2 separate regions of the Drosophila melanogaster genome follow, and region 2 is linked to region 1. Evidence: chromatin contacts called from public Hi-C data. All regions are on one chromosome and are shown on one strand. The core of a region is the stretch at or near the end of the contact, and the rest is flanking DNA. Distances in the headings are between cores, read along the strand shown. Region 1 holds the start of hry (hairy). Region 2 holds the start of Cp16 (Chorion protein 16).

Evidence for each region. A called contact is a pair of places that touch in the nucleus more often than the background predicts.
Region 2: a Hi-C map of the Kc167 cell line shows a contact between it and region 1, with 1.7 times the contacts expected there. A contact is called at or near these places in 13 of 107 Hi-C or Micro-C datasets (the Kc167 cell line, the S2 cell line, cellular blastoderm embryo and 3 more) and 1 of 7 datasets of targeted methods (the Kc167 cell line).

Annotation. Positions count from the first base shown.
Region 1 is chr3L:8,673,567-8,679,015 of dm6, forward strand. hry (hairy) reads left to right here and starts at 2,193. Exons shown (of 3, transcript NM_001014577.2): 1 at 2,193-2,782; 2 at 3,806-3,901; 3 at 4,039-5,449. The coding sequence starts at 2,684. The coding sequence ends at 4,857.
Region 2 is chr3L:8,729,706-8,735,103 of dm6, forward strand. Cp16 (Chorion protein 16) reads left to right here and starts at 2,239. Exons shown (of 2, transcript NM_079257.3): 1 at 2,239-2,616; 2 at 2,751-2,894. The coding sequence starts at 2,286. The coding sequence ends at 2,836. It overlaps Prm (Paramyosin), which reads right to left. Exons shown (of 9, transcript NM_079258.3): 8 at 4,535-5,150; 9 at 3,153-4,425. The coding sequence ends at 3,949. Cp19 (Chorion protein 19) reads left to right here and starts at 160. Exons shown (of 2, transcript NM_079256.4): 1 at 160-217; 2 at 307-899. The coding sequence starts at 203. The coding sequence ends at 813.

The sequences.
Region 1 (5,449 bases), core at 943-3,442:
TTTCGACTATAAATTTTTGCCACAGTTTATTTTAGAAGCTGCATGTGATCGGGTCCGCCAACAACAACAATGGGGCGTCAAATTGGGCGTTCAACGCACAAACAACTGCGAGTGTATCTGTATCTGTGACTGTATCTTTAGCGTTGTATCCGTGAGATACATCCACACCTTTGGCTGTTTTTGGCCAGCTAGCATGATGTAAAACGCCGCCAACGTTTTCCGACCTCTCGTTTTTTTTTCTTTTTTGTTTATTTTCTTTTTTGCTTTTCGTTGCAATTAAATTGGCATGCACAAGTGCCGCCTCTGCCGCCGACAACGCCTCTGCCGACGCTGACCGCGGGCGGGCCGCCTTTTGATCGGCTGCCAAATTGTAATTGGAACGCGAAGGTGTTGTCGACGTCCGCCACTACCGTCTATATATATATGTATCCATATTGTTGGGGCATGTGTTCTCGGCATAACAACCTTCTCTGGCGACCACAAAACGCACAACACTTTAGACAACCGTCAAAAATGTCAGAAATTCCCCAAACTTTTTGAGTATTTTCACGAATCGATAGATATGCATATTTGTAAGACGTGATTGTTGATTAAGTTCAATTTCATTTAATTATTAAGCAGAAATTAAGTGTAGTAAAATCAAATTAACTTCTAAACGTTTTTTTACTCATCTTCATTAGAGTCAACTTTATTAGTTTCTATAAAAACACTGCCAGGTGGTTTCGCTATAAAAAAAATATTGTAAACACCCGTTTTTAGCCAACTTGAATGTTTAAAGCCTGACTGACTCATTCCAATGTAACTTTGTTGACGATTCGTGGTTTTGGTATAACTTCACTAATCAGTGGTCAGAGTCCAAGTCAGGCTTTAAAAATATTTCCCAAGAACAAACGTCAAAGATAACGTAATTTCCTTTTATAGATCGTGTAACCTAAATATGTGTCATCTACCTTTACTGAGCTCAGCCTGGTTAAACTAATTACATGGTTATTACCATTTCTTAAAACTTAACCCATATTTTGTAAATAATAGATGGCTTAAGCAGTTATTTAAAATATCACTTTCGGTTGTAACGAAATGTGTGTGACGCACTTTGGCTTTTTACTACCAAATAAACAATATAATTTAAGCTTCATTTTCACTGTAATATTCCCAGTTTTCACTGCAATGCCCCTCTTCTCATTCTGCTAATGAATGGTTAGTTTTCTGATGCCCGACTATTCCGCGTGTCGCGTAATTATAGTCAACCTTCGATAAATCATTACTCCAAAACAAAACAACAAATAATATATGAAAAACGTGAAAATCCAACGCTGCACGTAGAAGCCATCAAGCTGAATCTAAGCGTCCGGCGGAGCACGTGTGATCCACGCAGCCTTGTCCACAGCGATTTCCATTTCATTTAGCCCGTTGGCGGCTATCGATCAAAAGCCAAAAGGGCGACCTTCACTTAATTGAGGCGTACGGCATGCTGAATGAGTCGGTTGTACAGACTGGTCTGGAAAATGCTAGGGGGATAACTATAGCCACCACCCACTGCCCGATCGCCCAACCACCCAACCACCCAACCACCCACTTCCGCCTAGCGTGCGCACAACCTTGTGATCTTGTTTACTGTTTAGCGACCCCCGAGCCGCAGATACACAGTACACAGCACAAAAAACCGAACCTGTCGCACTGGGGTGGCGTCATATAGCCAGCTATTTTCACCTTCTATGGGACGTCGTCGCGTTGGCCGCATGAATCAGCAAACCACGAACGGCGAGCCACCAGAAACCACCGCAGAAGCAGCAACAACACCAACACCACCGCGACCATCACCAACAGCACAGCCAGAAACACAGCCTCTTGTGAATCCCTCAGTTAGCAGAGCCCAGCAGAGTCAAGCCAAACCGATCGCTGATCGACCGACCGACCGACGATCACCAATGGGGGTTTCGCAGTGTGATTTCCAAAAAGGAAGAAATGCCCATTCCCGCGAGCCACGGGGGCGTATGAGTAACGCGGTGTGTACTTTAGGTACCGCTCACAAGCGTGAGCACGCACACACACACACACACACTGAAGCGAGCAGGTAGCGCATAATGTATACCCCTAGGTAGCCGCAATGCCAGTGCAATTGTATTGGTGCGGTCGTGTGGCTCGCGCTCGCGTCTCGCAGCGGCGATTTAGCCTACGAACCTGTCGATCAATCGTCAGTCTTCCGCCGAGAGCCCAGCGATAAGGTAGTCCCGCTACGCTCCGCAACATCCAGACGCAGTAAAGCAAATACTTATATATATATATACATACATATATATAGCGCAACCATCCGAAAGCCGAACGATCGATCTTCTGCTTCGTGCCGAGTCGTTTCGGTCTTTTAATCGCACTGCAGCCAGAACCTGCTGCTCATTCGCCTGCCGTATTTCGTAGCGTGCGGTTCTATCGCTCCGCTTTGATAAACCGAATCGAAATCTAGAGAACCCCCCCAGACACAATACCATTTTACGTGCTTCTCTGCGACGCTGCGCGAAAGTGAAACCACCAAGTGAACTTGAAAAAAAAAAAAACTGACAACTTGAGTTATTCTAAAAAAAGCAAAAAAGCAGTGAACTTATATTGCAAAGAGCAGCAAATTCAGATTTGCTGCCAAGTGAAAACCAAACTGTGCCTCAAACTCAACAAACAATATCTGACCGAAATGGTTACCGGCGTAACAGCAGCCAACATGACCAACGTTCTGGGCACCGCCGTTGTGCCGGCCCAGCTCAAGGAGACGCCGCTCAAAAGTGACCGTCGGGTAAGTTTCTTTCGAGAAAAATAAGACTCGAAAAAAAAAATCCAAAGCCAAAAACAAAAAACCCCGTCAATGGATTAAATCAGAACCTCTAGTTCCCCGAAATCTGTGGATTAACTGAAGCGAACCAAACCGAGAATTCCCCTAATTGAGAGCCACCCACTTCGAGCTCAAGTTGATTTCCATTCGCGACTGTGGGCGACTGGCCCCATCAATCCCGCTGCCCAAATGCATTTCCTTTTTAGCCATCTCCCACATGGCTGGCTGGGAATAAAAATACGAAAAAAGAAAAACACTCTGAGCCAGACCAAAAAAAGGCCGCAACTGCCGTCGGCGCGCCAACACAAAGCGAATTTATCTCGCGTCGCGTTGGTGGCATTTACTATATGGCATATGGCATACTACTCCGACTACACACACGCTCCATCCATTCATGAGTGCCGCCCAAAATTGGCTGGCGTAGCTGCCCACCAGCTCCCCAGATTCGGACTCGGATTCGGATTTGGCTGCCACTTGGCGCGTGCGTCGCGTGGTGGCTGCAATTGTCGGTCATCAGCCGCCGTTTTTGGCCATTCGAACGGCACCGGTTCAATGAGTTGGCCAGAAAAAAAAAAACTGACTTCATGCGAGTCCAAATTTGGCAACTTGTGCTCCCTAGATAATAATGTACCTAGTTATGGCATCTTCGAATTTCCCGCTCTGACCTTGTCACATTCTCTTTATTTTTGCTCATACCTGGTTGGTTTATTTATAGCCACTGCCTGTAATTTATAACCGCCAAACTATTTTTAAATAAATGCCTCGGCCGAGTGGCGCTATAAATAGAGCACGCGCCGTGCGACTAAATTTGGCCGCCAGCCAGTCAATCCGCTCCCCAACCTACGCCGCCTCCTCCTTGATCTCCTCCAATCCAATTGAAGACCCATGCAGCTTCCTCTATTTTTGGGTCGTTGCATGAGGTCAAATTAGCCGTGCAAAAGCCGTGACTAATCGATGTTTTTTTTTTCCATTTCTTGCCTCTTGCAGTCGAACAAGCCCATCATGGAGAAACGCCGACGTGCCCGTATTAACAACTGTCTCAATGAACTCAAGACTCTGATTCTGGATGCCACCAAAAAAGACGTAAGTATCTGACAAAAATATAAGTTTAAAGCCACAAATAAAATAAAAAAAACTACATATTTGAAATTATCTCAAATATTTTTTAAAAGTTTAAATCATTGACTAATTTCCAAATTATTTTCTCTCTCTACTTTTAGCCGGCTCGCCACTCCAAATTGGAAAAGGCCGACATTCTGGAGAAGACAGTAAAGCATCTGCAGGAGCTGCAGCGCCAGCAGGCAGCCATGCAGCAGGCCGCCGATCCCAAGATTGTGAACAAATTCAAGGCCGGATTCGCCGACTGTGTGAACGAGGTTAGCCGCTTTCCCGGCATCGAGCCCGCCCAGCGTCGTCGCCTGCTACAGCACCTGAGCAACTGCATCAATGGCGTTAAGACAGAGCTGCACCAGCAGCAGCGCCAGCAGCAACAGCAGTCCATCCACGCCCAGATGCTGCCCTCGCCGCCCAGCTCGCCGGAGCAGGATAGCCAGCAGGGAGCAGCGGCACCCTACCTCTTTGGTATCCAGCAGACGGCCAGCGGTTACTTTCTGCCCAATGGCATGCAGGTGATCCCCACCAAGCTGCCCAACGGTAGCATTGCCCTCGTGTTGCCCCAGAGCCTGCCCCAGCAGCAGCAGCAACAGTTGCTGCAGCACCAACAGCAGCAGCAGCAACTCGCCGTCGCAGCAGCAGCAGCGGCCGCAGCAGCAGCACAACAGCAACCCATGTTGGTCAGCATGCCCCAGCGTACAGCCAGCACCGGATCCGCCAGCTCGCACTCCTCCGCCGGATACGAGTCGGCGCCCGGAAGCAGCAGCAGCTGTAGCTACGCCCCGCCCAGTCCGGCCAACTCTAGCTACGAGCCCATGGACATCAAGCCATCGGTCATCCAGCGCGTGCCAATGGAGCAGCAGCCCCTGTCGCTGGTGATCAAGAAGCAGATCAAGGAGGAGGAGCAGCCCTGGCGGCCCTGGTAGAGGGTGTCTGCATATGCATATCATATAGCATAGCCACCCCTATCGAATCTCCCGCTTTTAAGACTGACCCCCCACAACTCATCCAACTCGCACACATGCGCAGGCGTTGTGCGCATGCGCGTAGACATTTCACATCATTCGCCGGGATTGCGCAAATGTTGCTTTGAAGTGTTGCAAACATGCGAATCCTAAACTCGGTTCACAACTTCGTTGGCTTAGTTTCCTGGCTTATATCCTGGAAACCCGTCGACGAGGCTAAGGACCTTCATCAGACGCACCCACACACAAACACACACACGCAAACGTTGTTATAATTTATTTATTATTATATTATGTAATCGATTTGAGAGAACGGTATTCTACCAGGACATCGCCAAACTACCTCAGTCCAAGTACTTGGTGTTGAATTGCCTCATGTATCATGTATTACTCTTTGAATAACAGCAAATCAGCAAAAGTCTTCCAAACACAGAAAATGAAAATGCGAAAATAAGCACCTGAAAAGCTGAAATACTTTTTATGAAAAAGATAAACGCAAAAGCATAACTCTTACACATAGTCGTACATCTCCATTTAAGTATAGGTTTTGTAC
Region 2 (5,398 bases), core at 989-3,488, 56 kb after region 1:
GCTAGGAAAAGCTAGAAATCCACAGAAAGTTCCCCAACAAACTGGCCGAGAAGAGACGACGAAGCCAGCTCTTGAGCCGTGATAAATTTCTGGGCGAGATCACGTTTCGAGTGCAACAATAAATTTGCTTATATAAAGAAGTGTGCTTGGCCATTTAATATGTTAATTCAGCCAACTGTGCCAAAACCCATACATCATAGCCATGAACAAGTTCGCTGTAAGTGTCCCTGAGAACCGCTTCCGTATTCCCTGCCGCTCTTTCATTTTCCGGACTTATGCTAACTGAAAGTTTTCCTGATTTTCCAGACTCTGGCAGTCATCTTCTGCGCCTGCATCGTGGGCAGCTGCTACGCCAACTACGGTGGCCAGCAGAGCTACGGACAGCGATCTTACGGTCAGGATAGCTCCGCCGCCTCCGCCGCCAGCTCAGCAGCTGCTGCTGGAGCCGAGGGTCAGCAGCGTTATGAGCGCCCCGTGGAGATCATCGCCGGCGGTTACCGCGGCAGCTATGCCCCCGAGATCCTGCGTCCCATCCAGGTCAGCGGTGGATATGGCGGTGAGCGACGTGGCTACAACGGTGGCAACTACCGTCGTGCCGGCTACGGACCCCGTTGGACTGTCCAGCCCGCCGGTGCCACCCTCCTGTACCCCGGCCAGAACAACTACAAGGCTTACGTCTCGCCCCCGGAGTACAGCAAGGTGATCCTGCCCATCCGCCCTGCTGCTCCAGTGGCCAAGCTTTTCGTCCCAGAGAACCAGTATGGCAACCAGTACGTTAGCCAGTACTCTGCACCCCGCAGCAGCGGCTACTAAGCGCATACTTGATTATCCCCAGCCAACCTGGCGGATACTTGATCTCAGCCTGATCGTGTACATAATAAACAACAAGAAAAAATCATAATCATATTTGGAATATATATTTTTCGGGGCTTTTAGGTATTTTTTTGTATATCTATGAGAAAACAAATTTTCGGGTCTTTCGAGCTCAAATGCAGCTGCAGCAGCTGTTCAGAGCGGGTGGAGCATTGTTCATTTGATTGCAGTCGCCACCGGGAATGTCTTTGAGTGGCTCGGCGGAAACGTGCTCCGGATTTGCTTGCTCCGGTTCGCTCGCAAATCACTCAGCAAGCCATAAACAGTCAATTATTTATTGTGTCAGTCAGTCAATAATCTTGAGGCCAGAAAGCGCCACAGTTCGCCGTGTTTGCCGATTGCCGCGCTCATTTTCATATTTTCTGTATTCTGGCTGGTAAGCAATCGCATCTGCTGACTTGTTTGGGGCCAAACTCTTGGCCAAGAGCTTCAATGTTGCTGGCCATCGCTTGACATTCGAGTCGAGCGGTGAATCACGGCAAGAATTCTGGCATCGAGTGCGGCACAATTCTTGGGAAAACTTGTCGTTGAAATTAAAACCATGTGTGTAGAGGTTTTGTCTGTTTGAATAATTTTAATTTTTCGTAAAAGTGAATTTATGTTTTGTGTTAAGCCGAAATATAAATAAAGTTTAATATTATTACTAACTAACCGTACGACGTTTTTCAGTAAAACAGCTTAAAATTTGGTATTTAGCAACATTGTAATATTACATTAAAATAAATATAAGAATGAAATTCTAATAAAAAGGCATAACTTAAATGCCAATCTATTTGAAACATAACTTAGAATATTGACGTAATAATCCACTTTGTTGCTATGCACATTTTTGTCCATTTTTAAATAAATTCATAGAACTGAGTTTACGATCCACAAACTTTTCAAAAACATTGTTCAGCTTTAAAACTAGAGTTTGCCCGACGTCCAAAGACTTTCGTACGTCGCTGGTTCCGGTTAGTGTTCATTGATCGGTGGCTTAACCCCAGTTGGCCCGATTTCCGATGCGTGCATGGGCCGGATCGCCGTGGAGTACGGCCAAAGCCCCGATACCGCACACACCAGAAGCGAACAGAGCGTGCCGAGCAGGGGGAAGTCGCTATCAATGGAGCAGCTTCTCGGGGTTCCCGGGGTTGTGGCAGTGCCGCAATTTGGCGCGCAATTTCAATGAGCATAGAAATTGGAGACGATCCCGTGGCCTTATCGCCCTGGGCCGGAGGGGACGGAGGGGGCTGGAGATGCTGCCAGTGGCGGCCCCCCGAAAGTGACTGGTCATCGAGGTGGTTTGGTCACGTCTGGTGAGCTCACAAATCGCGGAGCAGCTCAAATGGTGTTGCTATAAAAGCAATTTGGACACACGCTCTGGTTAATTAGTTTTCGAAACAGTCCGTTCCTCGCACCACCACCAAAAAAAAATGTCCGCCACCCTACGTCTTCTCTGCCTGATGGCCTGCTGCGTCGCCCTGGCTGTGGCCAATCGCCCCAACTACGGCGGATCCGGATACGGAGCCAGCTACGGCGATGTGGTTAAGGCCGCTGAGACCGCCGAGGCTCAGGCTTCTGCCCTGACCAACGCTGCCGGAGCAGCTGCCTCCGCCGCCAAGCTGGACGGTGCTGACTGGAATTCCCTCAACCGTTATGGATGGGAGCAGGGTCGCCCACTTTTGGCCAAGCCCTACGGCCCTCTGGACCCGCTATACGCTGCTGCTCTGCCACCACGCTCCTTCGTGGCTGAGGTCGATCCAGGTGGGTTCCTAAACTAAGCTACAACATGGAGTTCTTAACTGGATAATATTGTTTATCCTATGATTTTGGATTGACTTCATAGCACCGCTTTGCCACCCAGACTTACCTTCTTTTGTATCTTCTCTACCTTTCAGTCTTCAAGAAGAGCCAATACGGCGGATCTTACGGCGAGAATGCGTACCTGAAGACCGACGCCAAACTGGGTGTTGTGGCCATCTAAGAGCTTGGATTGTATAGCTCCAAAAGTGTTAATAAATAGTGATAGCTTAAAGCAATATAAATCAATGGAAATTCATTTATTGGGCTGGGAAACCAAACTTGAGCGAATCTTTATTTGCAAATGAGAATGTTTGTTTACTCCGACAACTTCTGCCTATTTTTGAATGCCATGAAACTTTAGATGGCTAAAAAAAAAACTTCAAAAACTTTGAGTTGGCTATGCCAAACTTCATTACTTGAAGTCCACTAAGGTTCGCAGCTACACCATTTCTTGAAATCTTGAAGACCCCCCCATTAGTAAAACCGAATTTCACTTACAATTTCTTATTGTTATTATTATGAATAGAATTTCGTTTTTATTGCAAGATACAAAGTAAAAAATGTGAAAATTGCTCAGTTTTGTTGATGCTGATTTAATGTAAAATTCAAATTCGTTACGAGCACACAGAAATTTACCTACTAAACATAAAGTGAACTAAAAACAAATAGTAGAAGCGGTTGTAACTCGGTTAACTCGATGCTGCGGTGGCGTGCTTAGTGGGATATTTCGGTGACGATTATCATTTCCATTTCAAGTTATTAAGTTTTAGTGCTTTTCGTTCAAATGGGCTCCATTTCCATTAAACGTTATTGTTCAGCCAACTCGGTTGATCTCTCTCATCTCTCTACGTACAAGTATTATATATCGTATGTGGTATATGGTATATGGTATATATCATATCTCTAGCGCTAGCAAAACTCTGCCAAGTTTTCGTTGGTTTGTTTTTATTTTGTTTTTAGGTTTTTCAGGTTCATTATTTTAATTAAATTACATGAACTTCAAAATAGTATTATTATTATATAGATAGGATGTGTAGTGTTATGTATTTATAGTGTGTAGCCTATACGAGCCCCCGCCGAAGTCCACTGGGTTCTAATCGCTGCCGCGGCGTTTTGGGGGTTTGACAAAAAAATTTAAATTATAAAAACTTTCTCACGCAATTCTCGTTCTCGTCCTGCACTCTGAACTCTGCCCTCCGCCAGATGGTCTTCTTCATGGGTTCGGGATTGGTTGTGTTCGGTTCTTCGGTTAGCGTTTGATAATGAAATGATCTCGGTGCGGAGCGTGGGGCTCTATTCGGTGATCGTCCTTGTGGTCTCCTGGATGTACACCTGGGATCCGGGCACCGTCGAGGTGGTGACGAATGTGCGGTGCTTGGCGCGGATGATGTTCAGGCTGGACTCGGCGGTGTCGGCGCGATCCTCGGCAGCCTCCAGCTCGCGCTGGAAGCGGCGCACACGGGTGGTGGTCTGCTGGGAGACACCCTCCTGCTCGGACAGCTGGCGGCGGTAGATGTTGATCTTGGCAGTGGACTTGTCCAGCGCGTCCTGCAGCAGGATGAGGTTCTTCTGGTCCTCCTCGCACTGCACCAGCACCTCCTTGACGGTGCGCTCCTTCTTGCGCAGAATCTTGATGGTCTCGGCGTGGCGGCGCTTCTCCTCCTCCAGCTCCAGCTCCAGATCGCGGATGCGGGCTTCCAGCTTGCTGATGATGCGCTTGCTGCCGGCGACGGCGTTCAGCTCGACCTCCTCCAAGCGGATGGACAAGTTCTGCGGGAGAGATTGCAAGGTTCGTTGAGTCATATAGTACCAGATAGGTAGTAAGTTTTATCCCTATGAAATATTAGTTAGATAGATGTCCCAAAACCCAAACACCCACCTTGACTTCGACTTCCAAGGACTTCTTGATGGTCTCCAGCTTAACGATGCGCTCCTGCTCCTCATGCACCTGCTCGACGACATGCTTGAGCTCCACCTGGACCTTCTGGTAGCGCTCGTCGCTGATGCGCAGCTCCTTGGACACCTCCTCGTAGTCGGAGGCGACCACGGAGAGCTCCTGCTCCAGCTTGGACTTGATGGAGACGAGGCTGACATTGGCGGTGGTCAGTTCGTTGATGCGGGAGGCAGCCTCCTCGTACTGCAGCTCCACGGTGCGCTTGGCACGGTTGGCGCTGTCCAGGTGCGAGCGCACCTCCTCCAGCTCGCCATTGAGACCGGCCAGACGGCGCTGGGCAACGGCATACTGGTCCAAGGTGGCCTGCAACTGGCGCTGGACATCCTCGTAGTGGGCCTGCAGTTCGGTCAGCTGCAGCGACTGCTTCTTGATCACCTTCTGCAGATCGATGTTGGTCTTGTTGGCCACATCCAGCGACATCTCCAGCTCGGTGATCTGGATCTGCAGCTTCTTCTTGATGCGGGTCACCTCGGTCTTCAGCCGGGTCTCCGCCTCGATGACGCGGGCATTGAGCTGCTCGATCTCGATCGAGGTCTGCTTGCTACGGATTGAATGCATTCATTAGAACTTTGACATATTTTTCCACCATTTATCAATTGAATTGATACCGAGAAGTAGCCCCAGTTTACCACACAATGACCCTCCGTCGATTCGCATTGCTGGCTCTATTTTTGGCCCCAATGCCTGACCCACAATTTTACATTTTTCGCACCACTCAGCAGTTGGGCACTCAACCACCAAGCACTCAACCACTCAACTCAGGTGCACTGGCATTGTCAGAAATGTTTC